Regions from separate parts of the Mus musculus genome. Here region 2 is linked to region 1. The links are chromatin contacts, called in public HiChIP or PLAC-seq maps. All regions are on one chromosome and are shown on one strand. The core of a region is the stretch at or near the end of the contact, and the rest is flanking DNA. Distances in the headings are between cores, read along the strand shown.

Evidence for each region. HiChIP or PLAC-seq counts read pairs in DNA pulled down with a chosen protein or histone mark.
Region 2: an H3K4me3 HiChIP or PLAC-seq map of bone marrow-derived macrophages shows a contact between it and region 1, with 5 times the contacts expected there. The contact joins two enhancer-like sites. A contact is called at or near these places in 1 of 39 promoter capture datasets (pre-B cells), 1 of 15 datasets of contacts at CTCF or cohesin (large pre-B cells) and 1 of 115 datasets of contacts at active chromatin or transcription factors (bone marrow-derived macrophages).

The regions. Positions count from the first base shown.
Region 1 is chr7:63,856,636-63,860,222 of GRCm38.p6, forward strand. No RefSeq gene overlaps it. Among named protein-coding and RNA genes, the nearest start is that of Gm39023, 5.8 kb to the left of the region's middle. Within about 2 kb of position 2,031, at least 232 of the 459 cell types and tissues checked have an H3K27ac peak or open chromatin away from gene starts, as enhancers often do. A contact at or near this core is called in bone marrow-derived macrophages, where this site is marked.
Region 2 is chr7:64,216,332-64,219,918 of GRCm38.p6, forward strand. Trpm1 (transient receptor potential cation channel, subfamily M, member 1) reads left to right here. Exons shown (of 27, transcript NM_001039104.2): 11 at 1,159-1,329; 12 at 2,777-2,911. Among named protein-coding and RNA genes, the nearest start is that of Mir211, 12 kb to the left of the region's middle. Within about 2 kb of position 1,555, at least 11 of the 459 cell types and tissues checked have an H3K27ac peak or open chromatin away from gene starts, as enhancers often do. A contact at or near this core is called in bone marrow-derived macrophages, where this site is marked.

The sequences.
Region 1 (3,587 bases), core at 781-3,280:
ACAAAGCCCCTGAGTTACAGAACCTGCCTCCCAGTGGCTAGTGCTCCTGTGCCCCTCCAAGGACAGCATTCTGGTGCTTCTACCCACCCAGTGTGAGCCAGCTCTGACTCAGGGCACACCCAGCGCTGGAAGGCAGCACAGGTTCCAGCGCCCCCGGACCTCCTCTAGGAATGAAAGAAACAGGCCTGGGCCTGGAGCAGTGGGTGTCAAGGTATCACCGGGCCCCTGCGTGGGCCTGATGGCTGTGGGAATCTGAGGGGATTATGCGGTGGTTTGGCAATGTTGAAAGGCAGACTCCACGCCCACTAAATCCTTTGGAGCAGAGGAGCCCTTGTTTTCAGGTGAGTTCAGTTCCGAAGGGGGTGGACACACACACACACAGCCTAGCTGGGGCTTCTTATAGTTGCATCTGTTCCTGATCGCCTGAGGTGACTAGTGGCACTCTCTAAAGAAAAACAGGGTGAGGACCTCCATAGCCAGGGTTGACTACCCAGGCAAGGATGAGCTGTTGGTGCCATCTTCAATGAAAAGCCACCTGGTGACATCACCAGTCCTTGGAGTAGATCAAAGGGAACCATATGGATGGCACCCAGCTGCCAGGGCTGCCAGCTCTTCCAGCCCAGGAATGCCTGGGGCTGCCTGGATAGGAAAACTGGAAATGGTACCTGCCTGCCCACCGCCTCTTATTTGTAAGCCACAGGCAGCCTTAGCCTCCTACTTAGACTCTCCAGGGCCAATGGTCCTGTTCTAACACCAACACACACTCTTCGCAGGCTGTGGTTGTGGTGCTGCGGCTCAAAAACCAAGGTGTTTAGAGAGATCTAGAAGCGACAAAGGCCCCAAAGCCCTGGAACAAGGTACTGTAAATGAGCATGGATGAACACTGAGGGACAGACCCACAGACAGAGCATCTCCCAGATACCCACCACTCCTTTCACAGTACCAAAAGGTCAACAGCTGGCTAGGTTTGGCTGCCTCTTCCACCATGCCTTCAAACAGCAGACAGTTCATATGGTCTATTACATCTCCTGCACAGCCCCGTCCCTTGGCTTAGTGGGTTCCCCTGATGTGATGGCGGGCCCCTGAGGACTCTCAGGGCCATAGGCAGGTGGGAAAATAGAGAGCGTGCAAAGCAGCAGCAATTACAGGCTCCACCCTGAGATGGGGCACTTTGTGGTGGGAACCTGTCCAGGCAAAGGACTTATCCGAGAGATCAGGCAAATTACTGGGTAGCCATCAGAGTGGAGCCTAGGCACAGACGTGTGTGCAACAGACACCTCATTAGTCTAATTATGGGCTCCCGGGCCCACTGGTACTACGCAGATGGAGGAAAACTTGAGGTCAGCCAAGAGAACAGCACCAAGGTGATGCTTTCCTCAGAAGGCTAGTTTGCCCTAGCTCCTCAGGCTGAGGTCCACCCCAGAAAGATGGGAGAAATGGAGGGGATGAGACCTCGTCACTTTAGAAGTCGACAGACTCCACACCTGCTCATGTGCTCTGCGTCCTTCTACTCCATCTGCAACCCTCATCCGTCGGCATTCAGGATTGCCAGGAGATGCTGGCCACTAGATACGGTCCATAAAAAAATGGTGATAGGACTGGAGAGATGCCAATTAAGGGCACTGATTGCTTCCAGAGAACATTAGTCGTATCCCAGAAAAGATGGCTCAAAACCGTCTGTCACTCCGGTTCGGAAAGATCAAGTACCCTTAGTTGGCAACAGACACGCTTGCGGGCAAAACACCCATACACGGAGAATATTTTAATTTTAAAAATTAAAACGGTGTCAAAGGTGCACAAAGGTCAGCCTTGTACTGCACATACGTTAGCTCCTCTAGAGTTATAAACAAATGCATTTATTTCATAAATGAGAGAAGAGTGCCTGACGATGTTAAGTGATTTGTTAGTAGCTCTTGGAGCTAGAAAATCAAGACTTTGCCCTAAACTAGCAGCAGGCCCAGGAACCACCCACCACCGAAGAGCTGGTGGGAAGTGGCTCCGGGAAACAGCTCGCTCCTCCCTCAAGAGATGACGTCACGGGGCCCCGCCCGTTTTAAAGCCGCTGAGTCCCTTTGGTTGTTGTAGGGAGAAGGGTTGGGTTCCTCTGCTTCTGAGATCCGGTACCCATCTCCTACGCTCTCGGGCTAAGAAGGGCACAGCACGCCTCTGTAGGCTTGAACACCTGTCCCTAACTGCTTTCGGGCTCGGTACACTACCTGCCACAACCATACAGCAAGACCACAGGGGCCGTCTACCGCACGTGTGGGGACCGGGAGGAACCCCTGGGTCACTCTGCCCTCCACGTGAGGTCCAAAGTCTCTAACAGAAACCCCTCCACTGTACCTGCCTCCCCTCCCCTCCTGACATTCCTAAATCGGCTTGAAGAGGCTGACTGTGACCCGGTGTACTTCCTTTCCTAGCAATCACCTCACCCTGCCCTCTCCTGGCCCGGCACTCTCCAGGACAGGGACATCTGGACAGGACTAAGGACCCAGCTCCACTTCCAGGAAGGCCCATTAGACTGTAACAAGGCCAAAGGGGTGTCCAGGACAAAGAGCCTTGTCAGAGGCCCATAGGCACTCTGGGTACTTAAAACAAAACAGACAAACAAAAACAAACAAACAAACAAACAAAAACAGTTCTGAGGTTGTTTTTTGTTTTGTTGTTGGTTTTTTTTTTTTTTTTTAGGAGGAGGCATGTCAAGGTCACCCCACCCCAAACTACACCCAACAGGCTCAACTGGCCTTGCCCACGCTCCTTTCTTTCTTCCTGAAAGAAAGGGAAAAGGCATAGAGTTAGTTTATAACATTAAGTGTCAGAAGCAGCACCCAGCACCCAGGAAACACTGTAGCTCCTTCCTGGGTTTGTAAAATCAGAATGTGTGTTCAGCAAGCTGCCCAAAGGATGCTGATGCAGCCATGTATGGGACCCCCTGGCTCCTGAATTCCATCTCCATCCCCGAGGCCTGTCTTCTTTTCCTCCTGAGCCCTGCAACCCAAGGGCTTCTCCCACCAAGAACTGCTACAATGGTTCCCAGTAACTCTTTTGCCTGTACACACCAGCTAACCTTGAATGTCCTGTCTAAATGTTCCCCTCCAGAGTATAGGGTCTTAGGTATGCAGGAATACAGGCTCAGACCCCTTCTAAAGCGGGCTCACAATCAGGCTGTGTCTCAGATTAGTCTCCCTGCCTCCATTCCTTAACGTTCAAAGGTGGCAGAAGCTCTGAGATGAAGCAGACCAGGAGACTGCCACCCTGGCCCACCAGACCCAGAATGCCAGGCAGCTTCTATAGTGCAGACCCAGATCTGCCTTCACAAGCCACTGCCTGGGAGCCATGACCTTCTTTCCAGTTTCACCTTTAATACCTATGTGGGCAGGACCCCCAGGCCCGCTCCCACCAGCATGCTTCAGTGTGAACCAAGCCATCGAGGTGCCCGCTTTCCTGAAGTCCCTGACCCTCTCTGTGTCCAGTGTCCCCTGATAGATCTCCCCTTTGCTTCTGAAACCCACAGACCTTGGTCCTTTCCCTCTGCTTCCCCTTCCCTTCCCCTGAGCCCTCTATTGGGCTCCTGTATCTTTGTGCCT
Region 2 (3,587 bases), core at 305-2,804, 360 kb after region 1:
TCTCCCTCCTATTCCACTGAGTGAGCACCCTCAGTCCTTGAGGCCTTCCGTCTGTCACTGTACTACATTGAGCCCTTGAAACTTCCAGTTCATCACCACACTGTAAGTGTCCTCAAGGCTCCTGAAGCCTCCCTCCCTCCATCACCACATGCATGTGCTCCTGAAGCCTCCCTCTATCCATCACCAAATGCATGTGTCCTTGAAGTCTCCATCCATCACCACATGTGTCCCTGAAGCCTCTATCCATCACCACATGCATGTGTTCCTGAAACCTCCTTCTATCCATCACCACATGCATGTGCCCTTGAAGTCTCCATTCATCACCACATGCATGTGTCCCTGAAGTCTCCATCCATCACCACATGCATGTGTCCCTGAAGTCTCCATCCATCATCACATGCATGTGCCCCTGAAGCCTCCATCCATCACCACATGCATATGTCCCTGAAGTCTCCATCTATCACTATACTCTATGGGCTCCTGAAGCCTCCATCCACCACCACATTACACAGCTCTAAGGTACCTGCCAGAGCTGTTTTAGCCATAATAATCTCTAGCTCACATTTCTCCCGAAATAGCAACTTGCATTATATCTTTTGCCTCTGACCCATTCACAGTCACATTCTCCCATCATTAGAGGACTATCAGCACACCTCTGGTACCTTTTAGTTTGTGTTTCAGCATCCTTTCCTTAAAATATACCCATCAATCAATATGTTATTTGCTTCAAATATACATATTAGGCCAACTAACTCTTTGTGCCCATCAGGAACAGTGGTTCACAGTATCAAGATCTTCTTCATCAGACTGCCAGGCCACAGTTGACTGTGTGTGTACATGTGTGTATGCCTGTGTGTGCTGGTGCATATGTGTCTTGGGTGTGTGCATGTGTGAATACTTATGTATATGTTCATAGCATTAACCATGGATGCATAACTTCACCACGTGCACACTGAGGCATTGTTTGCAGGAATAGGAATGTGTACCTTACAATGTGTACGTGCATCTGTACTATTCGTGTGTGTGTGTGTGTGTGTGTGTGTGTGTGTGTGTGTATGCACACATGCACATAGAGTTCAGGGTGTCCCTGTGCATATCTTAAAATGAGTGGGGGGTGGTCTTGGTACCTTTTCCCAATATGCTTGTTGTGGATTGCAGCCACTGGGAAGCCTGGCCCCTCCTGTGGACACCAAAGCCACAGAGAAGGAAAAGAAGCCACCCACAGCCACCACCAAGGGGAGAGGAAAAGGAAAAGGCAAGAAGAAAGGCAAAGTGAAAGAGGAAGTGGAGGAAGAGACGGACCCCCGGAAGCTTGAGCTGCTCAACTGGGTGTGTGCTCACGTGCTCGTGTCCTTGCCCGTGTGTCTTCAGAGTTCTGGACTGGCATTCCCCAAGTTCTCCGGAAGAGACTCCCTTGTTACCTTTGCTTCATCCCTGCCGGGATGGGGGACAGATGGGTTAATGTCAATACTTCATGGCAATAGTGTGTTCACTTCAATGTAGCCGTCGGTGGTCACAGCTGTTTCGTAAGGAGGAGTGGTTGTCCCTGTGGCATATGCTTGCCACTGCAGAGGGAGACCTGGAAAACATGCATGATGGCTCCAGCCTCCCAAGCCGGAGGCTAGCTACTGCTAACCACCTATCACTCCTTTCTACACTACCACTTCAAAAGGGTTTTGTGGCATGAATTCTAAATATGTGGTTTGTTTCCCATATTTTCCTGCCCCAAATGTCTGCATGTCTGCCAAGCAGAGAGAGCTACTACTGAGTAAATGACCAGAACTTCCTTTCAGAGTGGTACCTTGGTTCCATAAATAGGAGCGTGTGGTCATCACTCACCCAACGGCACCCTAGTGGACTATGACATGCCCACATGGTCTGACCACTGCCAAAAATGCTCCCCAGTCAAGGAAACAGCAGAGAGAAACTTAGCAGGGCAAACGCTGGGATGGCTATCTTTAATTCATTAGAAATTTGTTTAGATTCATTTTTACTATTTTACATGTGTAAGTATTTTGCCTGCATATGTGTATGTGCACCACCATGTACATACACCTAATCCCTACAGAAGTCAAAAAAAGGCACTGGGTCCCCTGGGATGGGAGTTAGCAGGGAGGTTGTGAACTAACATGTTAGCCCTGAGAATTGAACCTGGGTCCTCCTCAAGCACAAGAAGTGCTTGTAACTTCTGAGCCAACTCCATGGCCTCTTTGACTCTTTTTGTTGTTGTCGTTTTGTTTTGTTTTGTTTTGTTTTGTTTTGTTTTGTTTTGTTTTTCGAGACAGGGTTTCTCTGTGTAGCCCTGGCTGTCCTGGAACTCACTCTGTAGACCATGTTGGCCTCAAACTCAGAAATTCGCCTGCCTCTGCCTCCCAAGTGCTGGGATTAAAGGTGTGCGCCACCACGCCTGGCTCTTTGACTCATTTTTAAAAGATAGAATCCCTTACAAACTTTGACAGAGCATGAGGGGACCAAACTGAAAGCAGAGGGGAGAAGGTTAAGGCATGGTTATTCAAAGGAAACAACCTTGGGAACCACAGACTGTCGTGCAGGCCCTTAGTGCAGCTCTTGACAGTCATATGTGAGGCCATGGGCTCAATTTCCAGCACCAGGTTAACAAAACATGCCCCCAACACACACATGCATGCACGCACGTGCACAAAGCAAACAAACAAAATATCAAAACATTCCGGAACTTTCCATGGGATGTCCTAAGGTCTCATGCCTGGAGTCTTCTGGGAGGCCACTCATGGTCTCCCTTCTGGATTTCCTGCAGGTGAATGCCCTGGAGCAAGCCATGCTGGATGCTCTTGTCCTAGATCGGGTGGACTTTGTAAAGCTCCTGATTGAAAACGGAGTGAACATGCAGCATTTCCTCACCATCCCGAGGCTGGAGGAGCTATACAACACCGTGAGCATCCCGGGAGGAAGGGTGGAGGCGAGCTAGCACCGCGAATATGCTCATCATTGATGCATATTATTCCCCCCAAAAGTGGGGGGCAGAGTATAGACTGGGGCAGCTTCAGCCAGAAGACACATATGTAGTGAGAGTCATCTCCTTCTCACTTGCTCCTGGACAGTGTGCATTCATCATATTCTTAGCAACTATGCCATACCAGACAGCCAGTCCTTCCAGCTGCAGTGGACAGATGATCCTCGCTGTGCAGTGGGCTCACATCTTTATAAAGCCATCTCTAAAGTATCCTAAGATGACAATGTACTTGATGGTCCCAGCCCACTGAACATCACGACTTAGTAACATAGACCACTGAAGCATCAGGCATCTCCCTGGGGCATGGGGCTTACCAGGAGCTGCAGCTCATGGGACTGTACATCACTAGCCTGGGGAAAGGGTTCCGATTCTGTTTATCTAGAAGGCCTGTGTGGTGCTCGTGCCAACAGGGAAAAGTCTAAAATCAGCCAGACAGTAAGCCTGCATCTACACGGTATGCTTGTGAAGCAAGAGGACGTCATACCCTAAGGCATCAGCCAACTGAACAGTCACCGGGGTTGTTACTCAGTTGTTGCTTGGGATCCTCGAGTGTCCAGGGGCTACACTGAGAACAAGGGTTAGCAGTCAGGAGCGG